3 separate regions of the Mus musculus genome follow, and all the other regions are linked to region 3. A link is a contact called in public promoter capture Hi-C data. All regions are on one chromosome and are shown on one strand. Each heading gives the region's core, a stretch centred on a gene start, on an enhancer-like site or on the middle of the called end of the contact. The rest is flanking DNA. Distances are from core to core; before and after follow the strand shown.

Region 1 (3,615 bases), core at 803-3,302, 110 kb before region 3:
CATTTCCAGGACTTTTGGCAGCATGAGAATAAGCAGAGGGAGAAGTTACAATGGGGGTGAGTAGTGGGTATAACGAGCACTCAATATCACAGTGATTAAGAAGGAGCCAAATCTCTCTTATCTTTCTGCTTTCTGGTATTGTTAATTATTATTAGGCTATAGTAATGACAACTGAGATGCCAGCTAAGAAGGTTAGATAATGATAAAAGATAAAGATGGAAGTGAGTGATAGGAGGATCAGGGAGACCAGGGAGGAAGGATCAAACAAACAGTCAGAACATAATGGCTTTGACACAAGTATGTTAAGAAACGCCACAGCACCCAGAGTGTCTGTAACCCCAGCACCCAGCAAGTGCAGGAAGGATTGGTTCAAGGTGCAGAGAGCTTGTTGCTCCCTAGTCTGGGCTTCATGCAACCCTTTTCAAAGGAAAATGGTGTGATACATGAAGAGCACAGCAGTTCAGGGCAAGTCAAACATGGAGGCTCCAGCCTGGGCTACAGACTCACAAAAAAGTTCCACGGAGCCCTCCTGTATCCCTCCACCCCCATTCATGAGGTATCTACAGAGTAGCTGCGTTTTGAAAACATTCAAAAACAAACTTTAAAAATAAAAATGGGATAGATAGCGTGTAGGGGTTGCTAACTCTCACCTACAGGGCAGTGTGAGGGAAGATGAAGTATCTTAAGGTTAGTTGGCTCACAAAAGGCACACTTGGATATATAACTTAAGGATTTTAGTGTTTTTAAGTGCTGCCTTACAAAGACACAAGAGGTTAGTTATTAAAGTAATTAGAATAGGTGAGGGAGGAGGAACGAGCCAGGCCTCCCACTTACACATCTATCTCACAAACTCGCTCCCTATTATTCTTTCCAGGGTTGTACCTATCTAAACAGCCGAATTTGAGTGCACCTAAGGGGCGGTGTTTCTGGCGAGGTGGACTAAAGAAGCAGCCAGGACTCTTAGAGTAGAACTGCTCAAGCGCAAATGACCAATACAAATAGGCGCTACTACAACGTAGTTTTTCCAAACTTCTGGGCTATTTCGGGGGTGATTTTTTCCCCTTCCGGTTTAGACAGAATTCCACCGTCCTAAATAGCAGTTAACTTTTCTAAAGTCCGAGCACCTTCCTCTCGGAGCGTATTCCCGCAGCCCGGGCAGGTCTCCACCCCCACCCGGACACACGTCCTTAGTCTCCAGGCTCTTCCCCATCCCCCAGCCTCCCAGCCACATTGTGAGCACTCGCGCCCGCAGCAGCCGCGCTCCGCTCCGGCGAGGGCAGTCAGAGGGCTCAAAGCCAGTCTCCTCCAGGGCGGCTGCACGTGTCCGTTCCCTGGGGTGGGGGAAATTGCTCTTCCCGCTAGGCTGCTGATTGGTGCCTCCCCCCTACTCCACCCTTCCCGCCACACTCTACCCCTCCATCCTACTCGGTTCCAGCCGAACCAGCCCCACCACCTTCTTCCCTTGGAGAAGCGAGGCACTTTAGCGCTCCCTTAAGTCCCGTTCTCAGATAGGCTAATAATAGTAATAATAATAAAAATAAAAAAGCGCTAAAGAACAGGTGGAAAGCGCGTCGTTTCCCCGGGCCTCCGGTTTCCAGCGTGGACGTCCCACTCGCTCTGTCCCGCGCCACCCTCCACAGCAGTAATAACTGAAATCCCACACGTGCGCACTCCCGGAGCGAGTCCCCAGCAAGAGCACCACCCCGCGGGCCCTTTAAAAGGACTCGACCACTGAGGCCACGTGGGGGTGGGAGAGACCCTTATTGTCTTCCGTCACCAAAGTCGCCGAACTCCCCGGCCCCAAACACCTGCACGGCAGAGCGCGGCTCCCACCCGCCCGGCCGCCCGCGGGCTGCGCGCGGGCCCCTCCGCGTCACGGGCGGCCCCTCCCCGGGCGCGGCTCGCCCGCTCCCCCTCCCCCGCCCTCGGTGCAGCTGTCCGCGCAGGGGTGGGGGCGGGGTTGTTGTTGTGGTGCGCGCCGGCCCCGCCCCCTCCTCGTGGGCGGCCCCTCCTCCCAGGTTTCTGCCGGGCCCCCTCCCCACCCCCAGCCCCATCTGTTTTCCTCAGCGCTGAGTGGATTATATTGTATGGGATTGGGGGCGGCCGCACGGCCGCGGCGGGACGGGGCGAGCGCGCGGCCCCCGCCGGCTGCCCGAGCAGCGGCCGCTTGAGCGAGTCGGACCGCCGCCCCCCGCCCGGCCGCGCCTCCGCTTGAGCTCACGCCGAGCGGCGGGAGCCGCCGCGCGCTGAGTGAGAGGCGCTGCCGGCGGCCGGAGTCCGAGCGAGCGAGCGAGAGCGAGTGAGCGAGCGCGGCGGGGAGATGTGCCCGGAGGAAGGCGGCGCGGCCGGGCTGGGCGAGCTCCGCTCCTGGTGGGAAGTCCCGGCCATCGCGCACTTCTGCTCGCTCTTTCGCACGGCGTTCCGCCTGCCCGACTTCGAGATCGAGGTGAGTAGCCGGCGCTGCGCCCTTTCTCCGCGCTTCTCTGCGGGGAGTCGCGGGCCGCCGACTTGGCGCGGAGTGCGGGCGGCGAGGGGGCTCGGCGGCGGGCACGAGGCTGGCGGCCGGCACGGGCTCCCCGTGGCCCCGCGCGCTCTCGCCGGCGGGGGTCGAGCCTGCTTTTGTCGGCGCGGGACCCCGGGGCTCTCCCGGGACTTCTCGGCCGGTCTGAGGGCGAGAGTGCGCGCGCGCTCCCCGCTGGAGCCTCGGAGGCGGCGAGCAGCTGCTCAGGCGGGGACCGGGACGCGATGCGGGCTCACGCGCCGGGGGCCACAGCGGCGGGGCGGGAGCGGCCTCGGGCAGGGGCGGCGTTGCTCGGGAGACGCTCGCCCGGGTCGCACTTGGCGGACTTGCGGAGGCCCGTAACTCTCGGGCGCTTCGAGTCAACTTCGGGCGGGCGCAGATGGGGCCTGGGCTTGGGGCGTTCTCCTTGTGGGACCGCCCGTCGCTCACCGTCGCTCGGGACGCCGAGACTGTGGAGGGAAAGTTTGGGCCCCCCTCCCTTTTAAAACAGCTCCTCTACGGAGGAAGGCGCAGCCGTCCGTATTCCGGGAGCTCTCTCTCTGAGTTGATTTCGCCACCATTATTCCCCCGGGCGAGCGAGGAGGAAAGGAATGGCTTTCTGGCCAGGCCGAAGGTGCTTTCAAGACCCGAGGCTTTGTGATAACTGGACTAAAATCCGAGGGTCCTAATGACAAGGACGGTGGCGGGAGTGTGGGAAACGGAATGTATAAGATGGTCCGAAGCAGCATCCTGGCATTTATTTTTGGAAGGAATTGTGAAATACTGATTGGTTGGCAGGTTGAGTTGCTTTTTTTCCTGTCTGTAGGGACTTAATCACCCTTTTTTTTTTTTTTTTTCTTCCTTGGGACAAAGGTACAAGAAACTGTTGTTGGTCAGTTACTGTTTTCAGTTTTGTGACTGCCTTTACAATGGAAGTAATCAAAATTAAAGTAATTTATTTGGGAAGTCTGACCGTTGTGGTTGCCTCTTCACCCCCCCCCCCCCCGAATCTTGATTTTAATTTGTTGACTCTTGAGGTCTTCGCACACCTTTATTTTTTAAAGTCCGTTGTGTTTGCAGAAATATCACTTGCTTCTATGAATGAAGCGTGGGAA
Region 2 (3,710 bases), core at 1,113-3,612, 100 kb after region 3:
AATCATTAAGCCTGTGTTTAAAAGTTTTAAATATATTTTATTTGCTGGGGGACCAAACCCATAGTCTTGGTCACAGTGGGCAAGTGTCCTACTGATAACTTGCATCCCTTGCCAGGCCTTTCATGTTTACCTTTTAAATGGTGGAGGTCTACTTTAGTACTGCATGACAAGCAAGGACAGCTGCTCATACCATTGTAAGTTACTAGAGTTTTACTTAAGGAAGTAGATTTGTATGTGGTGCTTTTAAATAGTTGTTAGTAATAAAATATTTCATGATGACAAAACATAGTTAACAAACCATCTCATATTTATCAGAGAATAACTATGAGATGAAGGCTGTCCATGCCTGCAGCAGCTTGAGGTTTCAGGTCCTGAGCCACCTCGTGTGCTGGGGATTGAACTCTAGTCCTCTGGAAAAGCAGTGCATGCTTTTAGTCCCGGGCCATCTCTCTAGCACAGGTTGTCTGAACTGTTAAGGTCATAGTGTATGTGTCCGTAGACAGTAAGGTCATGCTTAGATATGGATTAGTAATGTGTCCGTAGACAGTAGTAATTCTGCTTTGGAGTTGGTGAGGAGCATCGTTACTGTGTCCTCCTGTGGCCTGTGTGCTTCACTTAATGTTAGGGTTGTTCCTTAGCCTTTTTCATTTCCCCTTCAGTTCACCAGTGATCCATTTTAGCCAGCTTCCTTCCTCCATGAAAAAAGAGTTTTAAAATACAGTTGGAGTTTATTTAATCTTAGCACTCAGGAGGCACAAGCAAGTGAATTTTGAGTTTGTGGCCAGCCTGGTCTACAGAGTGACACCAGAGCTACACAGAGAAAGCTGGTCTCAAAAACACATGCCAACAAAAGGGGTGGGGGGAGTTAGAAGCTGGAGATGGTCTTTGAAGTGCTTTCTGTGCAAACATGATGACCCACATTCGATTCCTAGAACCCAAATAATAAAATCAGACATGGGATGCACACTTGTACACCCAGCACCACCGGAGAGACAGCTCAGCCAAATCAGCAAGCCCCAAGTCCCAGAGACAGACAGCTGTCCTGAGGGTCAGCACTGCAGGTTCACCTCTCACAGGCTTATTTACCTGTAGTTTTCTCCATATTTCCATTTACTATTAGACGCTGTTCTGAGCATTCTTATATATGTACATTTCTTTCTTTGTCCTTTTTGTTTTTCTTTTTTTTCCCCTCTCCCTCTCCCTCCCCCTCTCCTCCCCCTCCCCTTTCCCCCTCCCCCACCATTGAATGGGTCACAATTTGGGGCAACCATTTGTTGGCACATGAATGCACACACATGCATAATACAGGGAGGGAGGAGAGGGAGAGAGAGAGAGAGAGAAAGCGAAAGAGAGAATGCACACACACGCATGCATGCATGCAAACAAACAAACTTAGGAAAACCTTAACAAAAACAACTAAGGCACTGAAGCCATTGGCCTGTGATCCCAGTACTTTGAATGTGGGGGCAAGCGGACCAGGAGTTGAAGGGCAGCTTTGTGGGCATAGCTGACTCAGGGCTAGCTTGTGGGCTGTGTGAGACCCTGTCTCAAAAATTGATGATGATGATGATGATAAAAGTAGAAATCAGGTGCTACTTTTCTTTTTCCCCTTTATAAATATTAGTACTTCTTTGAAATTTCCATACAATTGATTGATCACATTTATACCCTCTTCTCCTCTCAGACCCACCCATTCCTTTCCCATCTCCAACTCCATGTCCTTTTTTTTTAAATATATAACCCATCAAGTCCAACTTACACTGCCCATTTACTACCCGATGGGGTGTGGGACACTACACCAAAGTGTGGTTGACCTCCCAGGATCTACACCCTTAAAGAAGAATGGCTCCCCCCGCCCCCAAAAGCCATAGCTCCTTCATTAAGAGTGGGTGCTCGGAGCCTCCTTCCCTCTGTGCAAGAATGTTGACTGGCCTGAGGCTATGACTGGTTGGTCTCTTATTAGTGGGTGCAACTGTGTCCTCTGACACAGGGTGTCTGCATGAGTGGTGAGTATTGAATTGACAGCGCTTAATGCCATTGTAAGCCAACCCTGGTGGCACAGGTGTATAATCTTAGTACTTCGGGAGCAGAGGCAGAATTGTTAGTTTGAGGCCACCTGGGCTTCACAGTGACTTCCAGGCCAACTTAACTACATAGTGAGAGCTTAAAAAAGAAAAAAAGAAAGAAAAGGAAATTTCTGTTTTGTAAATGGTATGCTATTAGGTGTGTCTGTAAGTGTTCACGTGGCTTCTGTCTTCTCACTGTTAAGTGTGGCTTGTGTTTGGCCTGCTACCCAGTGAGGGCAGGTAAGAGCTGCGAGCTGTGACTAAGTGTTTTCTCCCTCTGCTCTCTGCTCTCTGCTCTCTGCGGTCTCATTTCCTAGCGGGTTACATTGTATCTGTTTCTGAAAGGGCAGCCCTTCAGGTCTCCTGTGCCTTTGATTTCCTCTGTTGTCATGCACTGCACTAAAAAGGTTCAGTTTTAGATTATGTAGAAAAACTACTGTAAACTCGCACTAGTCTGTCTTACATTTTTGAATGAAATTAATCTTTTATCTGTTTCACCTGAATTGAAGATTGTCCTTAAGATTTTAAAGAGTAGCAGCTACAAAAAAGTCTATTTTTAGTCTAGACTAAGGATTCTCTTGGAAGCATTTAGGGTAAGGGTTTCTTATAGCTTCATGCTATGAACATTGATCTGAAACTTAGTAGATGGTTGCAACAAAATCAGCTTAGTTTAGTAAGTTCTGAAGACTGCAGGTCTGGGCGTTCATTATATTGGGTTCCAGATTGATTCCCATCCCCCTCTTCAGTGCCAGAGACGAAAGTCAGAGCCTCACTATGGACTGCACAAGAGCTCTTTGCCTCTTGGCTGCAGTCCCGTCCCAGAGCTGGGTTCTGAGATATGCTCTTGTAGGTCTTGGCATCATATTACATGATGATAACTTCCAGAAGGTCTTTCCATACGTTGTCTTCTTATTTTAGTTTAGAAGGGATTGAAGAAGCATTTGGTTGTTAGTATCCTGTTACCTGTTTCCATTTCATAAGCCGAATACATGAAAGATGGTGAATTGGCCCAGCTAAGTGGAAGTGCTTCTCTTGATGGATTTACCAATGAGGATGGGCTGTGGAATTCCACCCACCCATCCTCAGATGGAAAAATGAAACCGTAGGTGCTAGATCAGCAGCCATGACACAAAAGGCGAAATTAACATCAAGCTGGCCAAATAATGTGTAACGGATGTGAGGGAAAAAAAAAACAAGCTTGAAGCAAAATAAACTCAATATTAGACATCAGGAAGCAGTATACAAATTTAACTAATCTTATTTTTGTTTCATGTAGACAAGTTGGCCTTGAACTTGCTATATAGCTGACCTCCTTGAGGCTGGCCTTGAGCTCCCGGTTCTCCTTCCTTGTCTTCCCAGTGCTGGAGTTACAGAGCTGCGCCACCACACTTGGTTTCTGTAGTGCTGGGCATGAAATCCAGGGCTTTGTGCATGGAGGCAACCACTCAGTCAGTTGCCAAACATATTTTCTGTGTGTCTGCTTGCTTGAAGAGGGTAACCTGTTTTCTCTGCTTTTGGCCATAAACTTGAGACAGTGTGATATAGTGGACTTCAGCTTGCTTTACAGCAGAAGGTCAAGTGTGAGGCCGATGCCCTGTTAGAAACAAGCTCAGGTGATGGATGGTTCTAGAAATGCATTTGAGT
Region 3 (4,122 bases), core at 880-3,379:
GGTAGGTTATGTAATCAACCGTGGTCTTAGACCAAACTACCTAGCTGCTTTTATTATTACACTTTTAAGTAGTCCTCATTCCATAATAATTCAGCCATACATGTGCCTACCCACAATCTCTGGACTCTGAAGACTGCAGGTCAGTTAGTAGCTGGTGGCCAGCTAATGCAACAAGGACTTGTCTCTTTTCCTTCACATGGGTTCTGGGGCTCAAACTCAGATTGGTGGGCTTAAAAAGGTAAACATTTTCATCTGCTGAGCCATCTCTCCAGCTCAAGGCCTCTTCAAAACATACAAAAGTAAAACAACCCAGTCCTGAGAACGTTACACAATAGAAAAGGGCATTTCTTCTATAAAATACGCTGTGTCACTTTATTTTCTAGTGTGGTTGCATGTCTATGTAATTTCTGGAACAAAGTAAGCTTTAGGATGAACACTTTTAGGAAACCTAGGTGTGTACTATGCTGGTCACATTGTTCTCTCTGATGGTGGTGGTTTCTGTTTGCCTGGAGTGGGATGGCAAGTCACTGGCTGCCAGCCCCATGCACCAGCCTCTCAGAAACCCAGCCCAGTTGCATCATGCCTTAGGCATCCAGACAGCTGCTTCCTTGTGCACCCTACTGTCCCTTAGAAAATAGAAACTTGGGAGCCTAACTTATTCTCCACCCAAAACCCCCATATTACATAATTCCTCAACAGGGAAAGCCAGATTACTAAGAATTTAGCTGTGGGCCTGGAGGAATGGCTCAGTGTTAAAAGTACTTGCTTCTCCCAGTACCCACAGAGCAACTCACAACTGCTTGCAATTCCAGTTCCAAGAGATCCAGTGCTCAGTTCTGACTTCCATTGTGCATATAAGATACAGGCAGTCATTTACATGTACAATCCTGTATGTCAATTAAAAATAGATCTACTGTAAACAAAATAGAACTTAATTCTTAGAACTTGATGTAGATCAATTGATAAGAGTGTCTGCGGCCGGTGTGGTGGCGCACACCTTTGATCCCAGCACTCGGGAAGCAGAGGCAGGTGGATTTCTGAGTTCGAGGCCAGCCTGGTCTACAGAGTGAGTTCCAGGACAGCCAGGGCTATACAGAGAAACCATGTCTCAAAAAACAAACAAAAAAGAGTGTCTATACTGTGTGTGAGGCCTCAAGTTCCAACTTCCAACTCCAGATGAAGCTGGGTGTGTGTCAGAGAGGCAGGAAGCTCAAAATCAAGTCCTCTTGTATACATAGCTTACAGCTTAGGATACACAAGATCCTATCTCAAAAGAAAGTGTCTATTCTACACAAATCATTTTGACGAAACAATGCTAAATCCTGTATACAACAAAAAATACTATCTTCTACTACTAGTGAGCTTGATTTTAAAACTTGTTTGTGCAGTATTGTTCTGATCTCTCCCTGAAAATATTAATAACGGAGAAATACCTAGCTGGAGTCTTCTGGAAGGGGAATGGCTTATGATCTGTGGCTATTATGTACATGGTGTCTTTGGCTGTGGCTCTTTTCTCCTGGGTGGCTGTAAATCCTTCCAGCTCGGCCAGGAGTGGCAAAGCTCTGAGCACCGATGCTGCTGCCTGTCAGGGCAGACTTCCCTGTCCTCACCCCCCACTTCGCTCTGGTAGCTTGGCCTTGTTGATCTGTTGCCCTGGATTCAGTTCCTTGAGCTTTTGAAAGGACAGTGTTTGTGCATTTGTTTCTGTCTCCTTTGTGCTTACAAGGCTCACTCCTCTAGTTTCCTGAGGCAGTTTTAGCAAAAGCTTTCAGTGCACAGTGAAGTGCTGTAGCAGCCAAGAAGGCAGCTGGGAAATGCCCAGATTGAGCTATTGTATCCTGGAGTCCCTGCCCCCGTGCCTCCATGACACGAATTTTAATGCAGGTGCCTTGAGACCATTTGAGGAGTGGAAAACCACAACTTGCTCATCCTGTGGGCTCATTTCTGACCACATAGGACCATTCACCCTGGTCTGGCTGAGCAGAGGTTTTGAAGCAGTGAAGCCAGCTCCTCAGATTGTATCACGAGTTTTAACTCTAGGGAAGAGTTAAGTCTTTATAGGAAGGAAGGCAAAGACAAGATCCAGCACAGCCGGGCCTGGAGTATACCAAACACAGATGTGGAGTGACCCCTAAACGCCTTGTCCGTAAGTACAGTTGCCCTTGCTGTCCTTAGGGATCGGTTCCAGAATTCCCAGTGCTAAGTCCCAGTGCTTAAGTCCCCATGTAACTTGGTATTTGCATACCATCTATGCACATGGCCCTGTATATTGTTGTCTCTTTTAAAAACCCCATGTATAGAGCTGTCACGCTGTACTGTTGAGCACTGACGAGAGAAAATGTCTGTGCATACTCAGCACAGAATCCCCACTCCCGCAGTTTGCTGCATCCACTTGAGGCCCAGCAGACTGATGAGCAGCATCTGCCTGGCACTTTGCCTGCTCCTTCAGAATACAGAGGAAAGACTACTGTCCTTTCCTCAGTTAGTAAAGGGGGACACATTGAAGGAAACCAGCCTACAGCAACCAAAGTGCTGGAAGGGATGGTGCTTAGCCAGAGGTGAAGAGGGTGAAGTCTGGTTTGTTACTCATTGCAGCAGGGTGGTTCTTGGTGTGTTCACACCATTTGGCCTGGACAGACATCAGTGCACAGGTTAAGTCTGACCTGGTATCTGTCAGACAGTAACCTACGTTATGAACAAACATCACCTAGAACCTGGTTTAAATGTAGGTTCTGTGCCTTCCTCCTCCTGCCTGATCAGCCCATGAAGTGCCCAGCCCCCTGATGTGAGACACCCTCTTTGATGATGCATCACAGACCATAAGAGCACCCCCATAGTGGAAGGACCTGGCATCAAATCTAGGGCTTTACACCTTTCTGATCTGAGCTGAATTTTACCTTCATACCTAGCGGATATATCTATCTCCACTAACGTCTCCTGAAGAACTATGGAAGGCAGCTTATGTTGCTGACTAAATGGTAACAGATGTCCTCTCATCTATACTTGGGAAGAAATAGCAAAGCTGACGAACTCCCTTACTGTCCACCCTGACTTAGGCCACCTGCTGTCTTCCTTTCATTGGTCTCAGTCCAGTTCAGTTTCCCATTTTCTCTGCACCTCAAAGTTTTCAAACTGTGGCCCTAATATCAAAACTGTAGTCCTTTGCTATCTAACAGCCTACTAATAATACATGATAGTCCCTCAGCTGCTGCAACATTTTAGTTAACAAGCTCCTGCCAGACTGCCTCTTACTGGTTTCCTGGGCTACACAAAACCTGCCTTAAAGAGATTGGTTTTCATGATGCACTCAAGATTGAAAGCCAGCCAGAAAGTTGGAAAGCTTGACTGTGTACCTGTGTCATTAGGGTATCCCGGTAACATAAGACTTGGTCATTGGGCCTGGGGGGTTGGAAATACTGCCTTCCTAGCTGACTTGGGATCTTGCAGGGCCACTCTGGAAGCAAGTAGACCTTTGATCCTGCCTGGAAATTTGCTTAAAGAGAGTTCAGGTGCATCTCTTAACTTTGCTGTACTTTTCCAGACCCATCACCCTTCTTTCTCTCTGCCTGTAACCGAACCAAAGCCAACCAAAGCTGAAGCTGCCTGCTCCCCTGATCTTCCTCTCCTGTGGGTCCTTCCTAGCTGGTGATGTCACCCCGGCTTTTTTTTTTTTTTTTCTTGTTTGATTTGGTTTGGGTTTTTCATTTGAGACACTCATGAAGCCCAAGCAGGTCCAAAATTTGCTTTCTAGCCAAATACATTCTTGATTTCCTGCTTTTCCTTTCTCTACTTCCTGATTGCCACCCTGTGCTCTGGGGATTGGTTGGACTTCATGGATCCTAGGCAGGTACCAACTGAACTACATCCCAGCCCTCCTTTGGTTTAGTTTTTGGTTTTGAGACAGTGCCACTCTGTAGTGAGGGCTGGCTTCGGGCTTATGACAATTTATGTAGTCCCACCATTTGAAGGCTGAGGTTTCAAGTCCTGGAATTACAGGTGGATGCCACTAATATTCACTGAATTCTCTCTTTAATTTGTTGGTTTTTCTTTTATGTGTTCGGGTGTTTGACTTTGTATGCTCCATGTTCTTGCTTAGAGCCCACAGAAGTCATCAACAAGTTA

Evidence for each region. Promoter capture Hi-C pulls out the DNA fragments that hold promoters and counts their contacts.
Region 1: a contact with region 3 is called in a promoter capture Hi-C map of pre-B cells. The contact joins the promoter of Cecr2 here to the promoter of Slc25a18 in region 3. A contact is called at or near these places in 18 of 39 promoter capture datasets (the 3T3-L1 cell line, 3T3-L1-derived adipocytes, the HPC-7 cell line and 13 more), 2 of 484 Hi-C or Micro-C datasets (nephron progenitors and stem cell-derived neural progenitor cells), 1 of 115 datasets of contacts at active chromatin or transcription factors (embryonic stem cells) and 2 of 9 other capture datasets (adipose tissue and pancreatic islet).
Region 2: a contact with region 3 is called in a promoter capture Hi-C map of liver, with 2.6 times the contacts expected there. The contact joins the enhancer-like site here to the promoter of Slc25a18 in region 3. A contact is called at or near these places in 4 of 39 promoter capture datasets (the C10 cell line, HPC-7-derived erythroid cells, hematopoietic stem and progenitor cells and 1 more) and 6 of 484 Hi-C or Micro-C datasets (the Ba/F3 cell line, the G1E-ER4 cell line, the HPC-7 cell line and 3 more).

Annotation. Positions count from the first base shown.
Region 1 is chr6:120,664,262-120,667,876 of GRCm38.p6, forward strand. It overlaps Cecr2 (CECR2, histone acetyl-lysine reader), which reads left to right and starts at 2,053. Exons shown (of 19, transcript NM_001368706.1): 1 at 2,053-2,446. The coding sequence starts at 2,321.
Region 2 is chr6:120,876,374-120,880,083 of GRCm38.p6, forward strand. The region is part of intron 6 of Bcl2l13 (BCL2-like 13 (apoptosis facilitator)); the gene reads left to right. Among named protein-coding and RNA genes, the nearest start is that of Bid, 39 kb to the right of the region's middle. Within about 2 kb of position 2,363, at least 9 of the 459 cell types and tissues checked have an H3K27ac peak or open chromatin away from gene starts, as enhancers often do.
Region 3 is chr6:120,771,639-120,775,760 of GRCm38.p6, forward strand. Slc25a18 (solute carrier family 25 (mitochondrial carrier), member 18) reads left to right here and starts at 2,130. Exons shown (of 10, transcript NM_001081048.2): 1 at 2,130-2,146.